2 separate regions of the Hordeum vulgare genome follow, and region 1 is linked to region 2. A link is a contact called in public Hi-C data. All regions are on one chromosome and are shown on one strand. The core of a region is the stretch at or near the end of the contact, and the rest is flanking DNA. Distances in the headings are between cores, read along the strand shown.

Evidence for each region. A called contact is a pair of places that touch in the nucleus more often than the background predicts.
Region 1: a contact with region 2 is called in a Hi-C map of seedling, with 4 times the contacts expected there. The contact joins the enhancer-like site here to the promoter of LOC123440143 in region 2. A contact is called at or near these places in 2 of 6 Hi-C or Micro-C datasets (leaf and seedling).

Annotation. Positions count from the first base shown.
Region 1 is chr1H:396,249,762-396,254,312 of MorexV3_pseudomolecules_assembly, reverse strand. No RefSeq gene overlaps it. Among protein-coding and RNA genes, the nearest start is that of LOC123440143, 250 kb to the right of the region's middle. Within about 2 kb of position 2,567, at least 3 of the 3 cell types and tissues checked have open chromatin away from gene starts, as enhancers often do. A contact at or near this core is called in leaf and seedling, where this site is marked.
Region 2 is chr1H:396,002,837-396,007,163 of MorexV3_pseudomolecules_assembly, reverse strand. LOC123440143 (lichenase-2-like) reads right to left here and starts at 2,696. Exons shown (of 2, transcript XM_045116719.1): 1 at 2,517-2,696; 2 at 1-26. The coding sequence starts at 2,589.

The DNA.
Region 1 (4,551 bases), core at 1,318-3,817, 250 kb before region 2:
GAGGGGGCCGGGCGGCGCAGGAGTGGCCGACGGCGGGGTGGTTGTGGATCCGGGGGTGGGTGAGGGGTGGGGGCGGAGGGGTGTGGGGAGGGGGCGGCGTAGGGGGCTAGTGAGGGGAGGGGCGCAGGAGTGGCACGCGTGCGGGGGCAGAGAGAGAGAGAGTGGGGGTAGTGGGGGAAACGACCGTTATAGGCACGTCCCCTTTGCCGTCTGCCCCCGGACGGCAAAGAGCCCCACGACACACGACAAAGAGCCCGTCCATTGGACCTGGCCATGCCTTTGGGCATTTTTTCCAAGTCTAATGCATACAATCTATGCTTCCTAGCATGCCAGGTCAACCTCTTCTATCATTAGATGCCATCAAATTTTTGTGTCTTCCTCGTTGGGTGCCCGAAGATATTCCGGACCAAAGACCCGGATGATCACTTGGGCAAACCTACGTACTGACTCAATTGTAGTATCTTCACCAATGTGAAGGTACTCATCGACATAGTCAGTCGGAACGCCGTATGCAATTACCCACATACGTGTCAAGATTTTTTGATATGCACTAAATCCCTTTAAGCCCGCGACATTTCTTCTTTGAGTAAACTACCGACAATTGGCCTCGCAAGCTTGAACAATTTTCACAAAGAGGGATAGGCGCATTCGGTACCTTCTCCGAAAGAGGTGCGGCGGTTATGTTGGATTGTACGCGATGTAGTCTTGCATCAACATCTCATTCCCGAGATGACAATTTTGATGAATGCAAAGACGGCCGACGGTCGATCCTCGCCGCCTTTTTCGGTTCTCGTCTTCGTGCTCCTTCACGGCAATGTCCATCACCAACGTCTGCCGGTGATAGTTGACAAGTAGCGTCTCAACATCCGATTCATCTGAATCGTACGAATAGTCGAGCAAAAACTTCTCGCACGGGCTCAATCCCATCTAAATTCACAAATATGCGCGCCCCGTTAACCAACCATGCATACCGCTCGGCACAAGCACAAGTACATACTCACCGGCTGCTCGGGGGCGGTGGCTCGGCTGATCCGGGGAGCCGGTGTACTGGCTCGGTTGAAGATGGTACGGGCGCCCCCGCGACGCGATTCTGCCCGCAGATTTGGCCAGAGTCGTCAACGGCAGACGGGAGAAACCAATGGCGGGCGGCGGTGAAAGAGGGTAGGGAAAGGGCGTGGGCTGAAATGTCCCTCCCGCCAACCGCTTTCCTGAGATACGGGGCACATTAGGGGTGGGGCGGAAACCTACGTTTTCACGGGTTGGGGATGGGATTTTTCCGCGCCCTAAAAATTATTACGGGACGAACGCGTTTGCGGGGTCTGGTCGGGCAACATTTTCTACGCCGACCTGTATTTTGACGATTATTTTGCGGGTCGCGGCTTTATACAGGGTCTATGAGAGATGCTCTAACAGAGCAATCATGTGAGACCGCAGAGGTGCGACAAACGATTACCGGCGATACACGGGCAACGGTTGGAGGTGTGTGACTACGTTGTGTAGGAGGAGCGTCGGGGCGGTGGGGAAGTCATGCTTCAGATAGGGCGGCTACGGCGGCCGGTTGTGCGGCCTTCGCGAAAGGTGCGGGCTACATGCGCATAGTACGTCTTTTTTTCGGGAGAAGGAGGTGGGAGCATACTGGTAATTTTAGTCATGAACACAACGTGAGGACGTCGGATGACAGAGTTTTTGTTCACTCGCCCGAAGAAATGCTAAACACACTTTGAACATGGGTTCATGCAATATTGATGGTTAAATTAAATTAAGTGCTCTGCACATAAGCATGTAATTCATTTTTGTTGTTAGGTTGTTCATAATAAAAATATCATAAATAGTAGTATTATGTATGTCAACTAGACAATTTAGATAAGGTGACATAAAATTAAATGAAAAAAAAGATTAAGTATCACCGTTCCATATTAAATGTTTGTTAGTATGTGTCATGCATGATAATAAATATACTACCATATGATACTATGCATTACGAATATAATATGATACTTAATATGATACATTAATATCGTATCCATGATACTAGCATATGATATTTCCTATTACGACTTGCCTTATGTCTAAATTAGACTGGATGCACGTAACGATGAATATGTTTTCTTGTTTAATAATAATATAGATTAAGTTATAAAATAATTATGCCCGGCTGCAGCACACATGCACAAACGCTGTATCGTGCAAGCAACGTAGCAGTGGCAACCACCATTCCCGGCGGAAGACACATCGGCGCGCTGCCGTGTCCCATCTCGGCCATCAAGCAGCACACGCTAGCCAGCTATGAAGGAACAGCAACATCATAGGAATTTAGGAAGAGCATTACGGCGGACCGCCTCAAGCCCTCGTCTCAACTCACGTCGGGATCGCGCCCCATAACGAGCCGCGCGGCGAAAAGGACGCGACCAGTCGACCACCGCCTGTCGACGAACGAATCCCCACCCCCCGACCCTGCGTCTCGCTGGACCTCCCCGGCGCCACGCACCAGCTGACACGGCACCCGCACAGCACGCGCCGCTGCCGTGACAGCCCAGGGACGGTGTCCAGGACCATCGAGGCGCGGGCGAAATGATTGCCCGCCCGAGCCCGTCGCCGTCGACCGCCCTCCGGGTCACGGGAGGTTGGGCCGCATGTGTGTGCGGATGGTCTGATCGATCGGCGAACAGTAGCGATCGGTCGGGTGCCGTCCTCGTCCACCGGCCGGGAAAGCGCGCGCGCATCTGATCGGGGACGCTGACCGGCGTTTAAACACGGGGCCCTCCGCCTGTCAGACCAAACGGTGCCCGTATGGGTTTAGGGGGTGATGATGGGGCTGAACAGTCGCGCGAATTGCCTAACTGGTGGCCGCCTAATGGGAAAAGGTCTGCCTGATGGGTGGGGACACAGATCAGGTGCATGTCACCGTGTGATTTGCGTTTAAATTTAAATTTAAACTTTGCGAAAAAATTAAAAAAAATCATGCATGTTCACAGCACATATTAAGATAACCCTTAAAAGATTCAGATCAAAATTCGAAACATACATCATGAAATAAAAAAGAGAAATCTGTCATGAATAGTCACGAATGGTTCTGTGTAGACTGTTCACATCTGAGTTTCTCTTTTTTATTTCTCAGTGTATGTTTTGAATTTTGATCTGAATTTTTTAGGGGTTATCTTAATATATGATGTGAACATGCATGATTTTTTTTCAAAATTTTTCGTAATGTTTAAATTTAAATTTAGACCGCAAGGCACACGGTGACATGCAAACGTGCATGTCACCTCATCTGTGTCCGATGGGTGGTCTCTCTCGTGAGTACTACCGCCATCTTCACTTTCAGTCAACTTTTTTTCCCGCAATAGTTTCAGTCGACTTCATTGACGCCTAGTAATAATATCACCAATCTAAACGAAAATGTCTTTTAAAGCTCGGCCTCCATGAAGATCGGTTTTTAAAAAACCCAAAATTCATCAAAATTCATATTTTTACAATTCAAAAAAAACCCTAAAAATACAGATATTCATGGAAGCGTAACACATATGTGCGTAAATTTTTATGACGAAATACGTTGAAATAAGGGTTCTGTAAAAAAGATAAATTTGAGGCTTTCTAACAGATTATACTATTCATCCTCAAAGTCCACATATTTGTCCTTTTTGTATAGATCGAATTTAAAGGTATTTTATCCTGATTTTTTATACATATATACATTTCATCCATGTATACTTGCATTTTTTCAGAATTTTTTAAAGTCAAAAAATTTAAATTTTGAATTTTTTAAAAATAAAGGGTTCCATGGAGCTCGTTCACCAAAACGTCCATACTCCAAGCTAAACATCTTACATGTTTCGTGACTAATTTTGTAGCAATGGTCTGTGCTTTGGGATCGACACACTAACACTTGATGGAGCTTTGACGAGATCATAACTGTTGCAAGCGATTGTGGCCACTTTCCTCTTGCCTCATCCATCACTCGGACAACGTCTCATCCTATAGGGATGCTCGCCACGGCTGTCCCATGGTCGTGCAGACCCGTCCCCGCGCCTCCGTTGCAAAGAAGCATTCAATCTTGATGTGGTTCATGGTCTCGTCACGATGGTCACATAGTGGGCACACACTTTGATGGGTAGGCCCCTTCTCGCTAATCTGGAGGATCGGGCTGCAGGTGGGATTGACCGCGGACGTCCCGCCATAGCCCACTTCGTCCCACCATGGTCTGGTGGGTGATAACTAACAACGCACTACAATTTAGGTGGATTAGCTGGGAATAAGTGAGATTCCACTAAAAATTTGTATAACTCACGCTCGTGAATAAGACGCTACCGCTGCACACGCTGGAGTAAGTCATGGCTGCAATGACGCCACCATCCCCGCGCCATCCAAACGGGTTGCTGGAGCCAAACCTCGACCCACAGTTCAAGCGCTTCTTGCTCGAGGCCCGCAACCTCAGGTTGCTTCAGACTTTGCTGCTCTTCGAAGTGGTCAAGGAGGAGGCGCACTCCCATCAGGGCGTAGCACAAGTGTTCATCGGCGCTCGCGTTCGGGGCACGCCGTGGAGTGACTGAT
Region 2 (4,327 bases), core at 1,447-3,946:
GTAGCACACCCCGATGGACTCCACGCCTGCAATGTAATATAACCTCGGTTAGTTAACCTTCACAAAATCAATTATTTACACCAGGTAGAGTAGTAGCACTGTTCCATTGCCATAGTAGAAAATTAAAAAATTCTCCCATGATGGCATGTGATGGAATATAAAAAAGAAACCAATAAGCAAGAATGGCGGCGATGCATGAACACACATGCACACAGAGCCTTTTGACCTGTTGGCGAGGGATAATACTAACTCCCCGAAAAGGACGTTTAACTGAAATCTTGTACGCATGCATGGATGCATGCGTGTAAGCCTCTAGCTTTGCGCATTTTTTTTATCTCTTTCTCTCTAGACTTTGGTGGCTGATGCAGCACTTATATATTGTTTTTGTTACAGTCACGAGTTGGTGTCAGATGCACGCACACGGCCGAGGAACATTGCTATTTTCACGGCCGGCGCCTTGACCGACTTGTCACTAGCTACTAGCTACTCTACCACGAGCAAGGAGAAAAAGGAACTAGATAACCTTAAAGGAAGGAATGAACTTTGACTAGCTTCCAGTGCAGTGAATCTTTTACCCTCCCTGATTTGCTTGGTTTACCAACTAACTCTACACCAATCTACTCTATTAAAGTGTTACACTTGATAGTTGGTACATCAATTATGCTAGAAAGAATACATGTATTTTTACAGTACGTGTACACTTAAGAGTGCCATCGCCAATCAATGGTATGGCATAAATTGTGTAGTACTTGCACGGCACTAGCTAGCTGGATTTATTAAACAAAACGGGCCAGGAATATCGTAGGGGCAGAATGGAGGTCGACCACACGTAGATGGCAATTGGCAGGAAGCCTAGAAATACAGGGGGGTGTAGAGACCTCATGCATACATACATGCTAGGACAAACCAAAGTTTCTGGTCCAACGTCCGCAGCACGGCCGTTGGATAGTCCACATACGATCGATGTGGATCGCCATGGCGTGCATGCATGCCCTCCGGCTGCTCCCAGCTAAGCTCCAATAAACGGTCTAGCTCACGTGCATGACAAAGTACTCCATATAAGTACACGCAACTTAATCCTCTTCTTAACTTGCTGCCCGGCCGATCAAGTGCCAACTACTGGCTAGTACCACTACACTAACCTACAATCCTATTATATCACAATTCTTTTCAGGCAGACCAAACTTGGAAAGGCCAGCAGAACCAACACCTGGGTTATGCATGGTTAGTTAGTGCCTAGTGATCGATGGCGTCATGTACCATGGATCCACCGGTTGCACTTTCAAAGTCGATATGATGACTACACAAAGGCTGCAATTGAGTTATAGTTACTGGTTAGCTAGCAGCTGGTGTAATCGTCTTCGTTAAGCTTAAAAGAATGGAACAGTGGCTAGCTGAAACGAGTAGGACCACTGGACTGGCCGGTACGGCATCGTCCATCGCTGAAAAAACGTCAAGATGCGGACCAAAGGAAGAAGAAAAAGATGGTTAGCGACGGGTGGTTCAGCAGTAGTTGCACCGAATTAATCAGGGAACAAACCACCAATTAAGTGGTAGGGCTCGTGTCTACAGTGCTAGGGCGACACTGTCGAGACATGCATGCACAGCTTTGCATGCAGGGAAGAGGAGGAAGAAGAAGAAAAACTTTCTAGGTGATTAGCATGCATGACACTGGAGAAAGAGACACTGGCCTAGCTAGCTACTTGTAGGTCGTTAGTTAAACCTTCTGACTTTGTAAAAAGATGCAGCTAGCTAACTGACATGCATGGTCACCAAACATTTCGAGACTTCATTTGCAAGCTTTTGCGTACGATCAACTAGATTAATTTATGGTTAAAACAGTTGAAACTATCTACAAGCATCGTTTTCACTGCTTACTTCCTCTTTCAATGTTTTATCTAGAAAGTATCATTTTTGTTGTTCTTAAGATATTAATTTTCCTGCGGAATACCTACTTCTTGCAACGTTTTCTTCCATAGAAGAAACACAATGAAGGCCGATCACACGTGCTGACGTGCACTTTTATCTTGGAGCGTGCGGTGCATATATTTTGATACGTATACTCCGCAGCAAAACCCAAGACTCCTGATTCTTTTAGCGAGTGAAAACGATTTTTTTTACAAAATTTACCGTGTTTAGTTTTCGATTTTTTTTTTGAAAAGTTACTGTGCTCCCATGCATTGATGGACGCATCGAGGTAGATAATGAGACCGGCGGGCGCCGGCCGTTCATGCTTTACCATGCGACTGATGGCGCGGGAAGAATAAAACGCAGAACGAAAGCGACATGCACCTAAACAGAGGAAGGTATGCTATGTGACGTCTGTGGGAGAGAGGTTTATGTGAGCATGGGTACACCATGGCCGCCGGCTACCTAGCTAGCTCCCTAATGCTTCTCTTAATGAAAGCTAAGATCAACGTACGTATTACTATCTTCAAAGAAACTCCCTGCATGAAAAAAAAAACTGCACCCAATCACTTCAAGAGAGAGAGAGGGAGGGAAGGAAGGGGAATCACTTTGTGGGATGGAGGCGAAGGCTCCGAGGAGCAATGCCAGAGCCAACATGGAGGCAACGCCTTGGCCTGCCATTCTCTTTCTCTCTCTACCTGCGTTGGAGGGTGAGGGTGTGGGTGGGTGATGCCAAGGCTCTCTGTAAAGCTCTTGTTGTTTCTTTTCTGGTGAGGCCACAACGGGGTGCAGGCCCCTTATATAGGATCCGAGGAGACATAGTTCGGTCCAATCCACTCGGGAGCGCAGGCCCAACGCCTCCAGCGACATTTATTTAGCCTGTTGCGATTGACTACCTAGGCCGGTTTGCATGCGTCACCGCCTTCTCACAGTGTGTGTCTGGTGGTGGGCAGAGGTTATCCGGTACACCAGGTTGTTGTTGCAGGTAGGGGAAGGGGATAATTCATTCATTCATAGTGGTACCAAACAACTTTTGAAAAAATAGTTTGAATTTTGGACTCCACCCATGATGTACCATGAAAGTGAAGTTTCCAGGTCAATGATGGGTCGCGCGGCGTCGGATATGTTCACGTCTTACTCAACGACATTCGGCGGCGGTTTTTTCACGCAAGGACCGTGTTCGGTGGAATCCGACATAACTTACGTAAGAAGAATTGACACAACGGAGACTTGTTGGCGATGATTTTCTTTTTATCTTTGAAGTTGACATGACTTACGTAGGAAAGAACCGGGCGCAACGGTTTTGTCGGCTTTGTTGTTTCTTATCGTGAAGTGACATGTATACAAATGAAATTATATTTTAGTAATGGATATTCGGGGTCAATTTAAAGAGATTTGGAGTACATCAAAAGCCTTTGGTCTCTCTACCTTTTACCGTCTCATACCGGTATATATATAGTACATGCTCGTATTTTTACATGCCATTGTTTTGTTATTATATTGCAAGAAACCAACAATTTTGTTTATCATAAGAACATTTGTGTTTTTGGTGTACCTAATTAATTAAGATTTTTGTCAAAAGAATCATAGAATTACTCAAACCACTTTAGTTAAGCATGTCTTTATACTTTGTCAAACAAGACCAGATCCACTTAACTTTTGGACTTGTTGTCTCACAAGAGAAGGTATTGAGTTCATCGGCCTTGCAATTGAAAAGAGAAAAGAAGACCTTTATTAGGAATTGCCATAGGAACACAACACCACGGCTTGTCTAAGCGCACCATACATGTGAGCTTTTGGTGCAACGCATGCATGGTTTTCCCTCGTGGCACCATACGTGTTGTAATAACCCCGACAACAAACTAAGTACGTACGTCTCTCCCTCCCAATCCTATTGATCAGGTGGGATATCCAGATCCGGCCGTTGATAGTTCTTTTACACACAGTATGTTGTTGCTATCAGCAGAGTCCGGCCGGTCATGCAACTGCTCTCTAGCTTGTAGTATAAGTGCTAATGACGAAATAATATTAGGTGCACCAAATGTGTAGATTACAGTTAATACGAATATAAAAACTGTACGATGAGTCATGACTCATTTCGGTGAACGAATTATTCGACCGGACCAATTGTATTTAAGAGCCGGTCGTGTCTAGGATTAGCTAGCATGCAGGTGGTCTGCTTGGGCATATTGGTTTGGGTTTAACACACATGCATATACGGCTGGTTGATGAGAAATTTCCTATTGGTGGCTTAGCAGCCCAACTTTTTGACAGATGCATGCCGGGCTGCCCTCTTTTGGCACATGTACTGAATTGGTCCTATATGCTAAAATGGTCTTCTTGAGACATGTGTTTTGTAGTGAGTTGTATATTGATCAAGTTGTAGTTATGATGATGCTGCCAATTCGTACCGTGCATG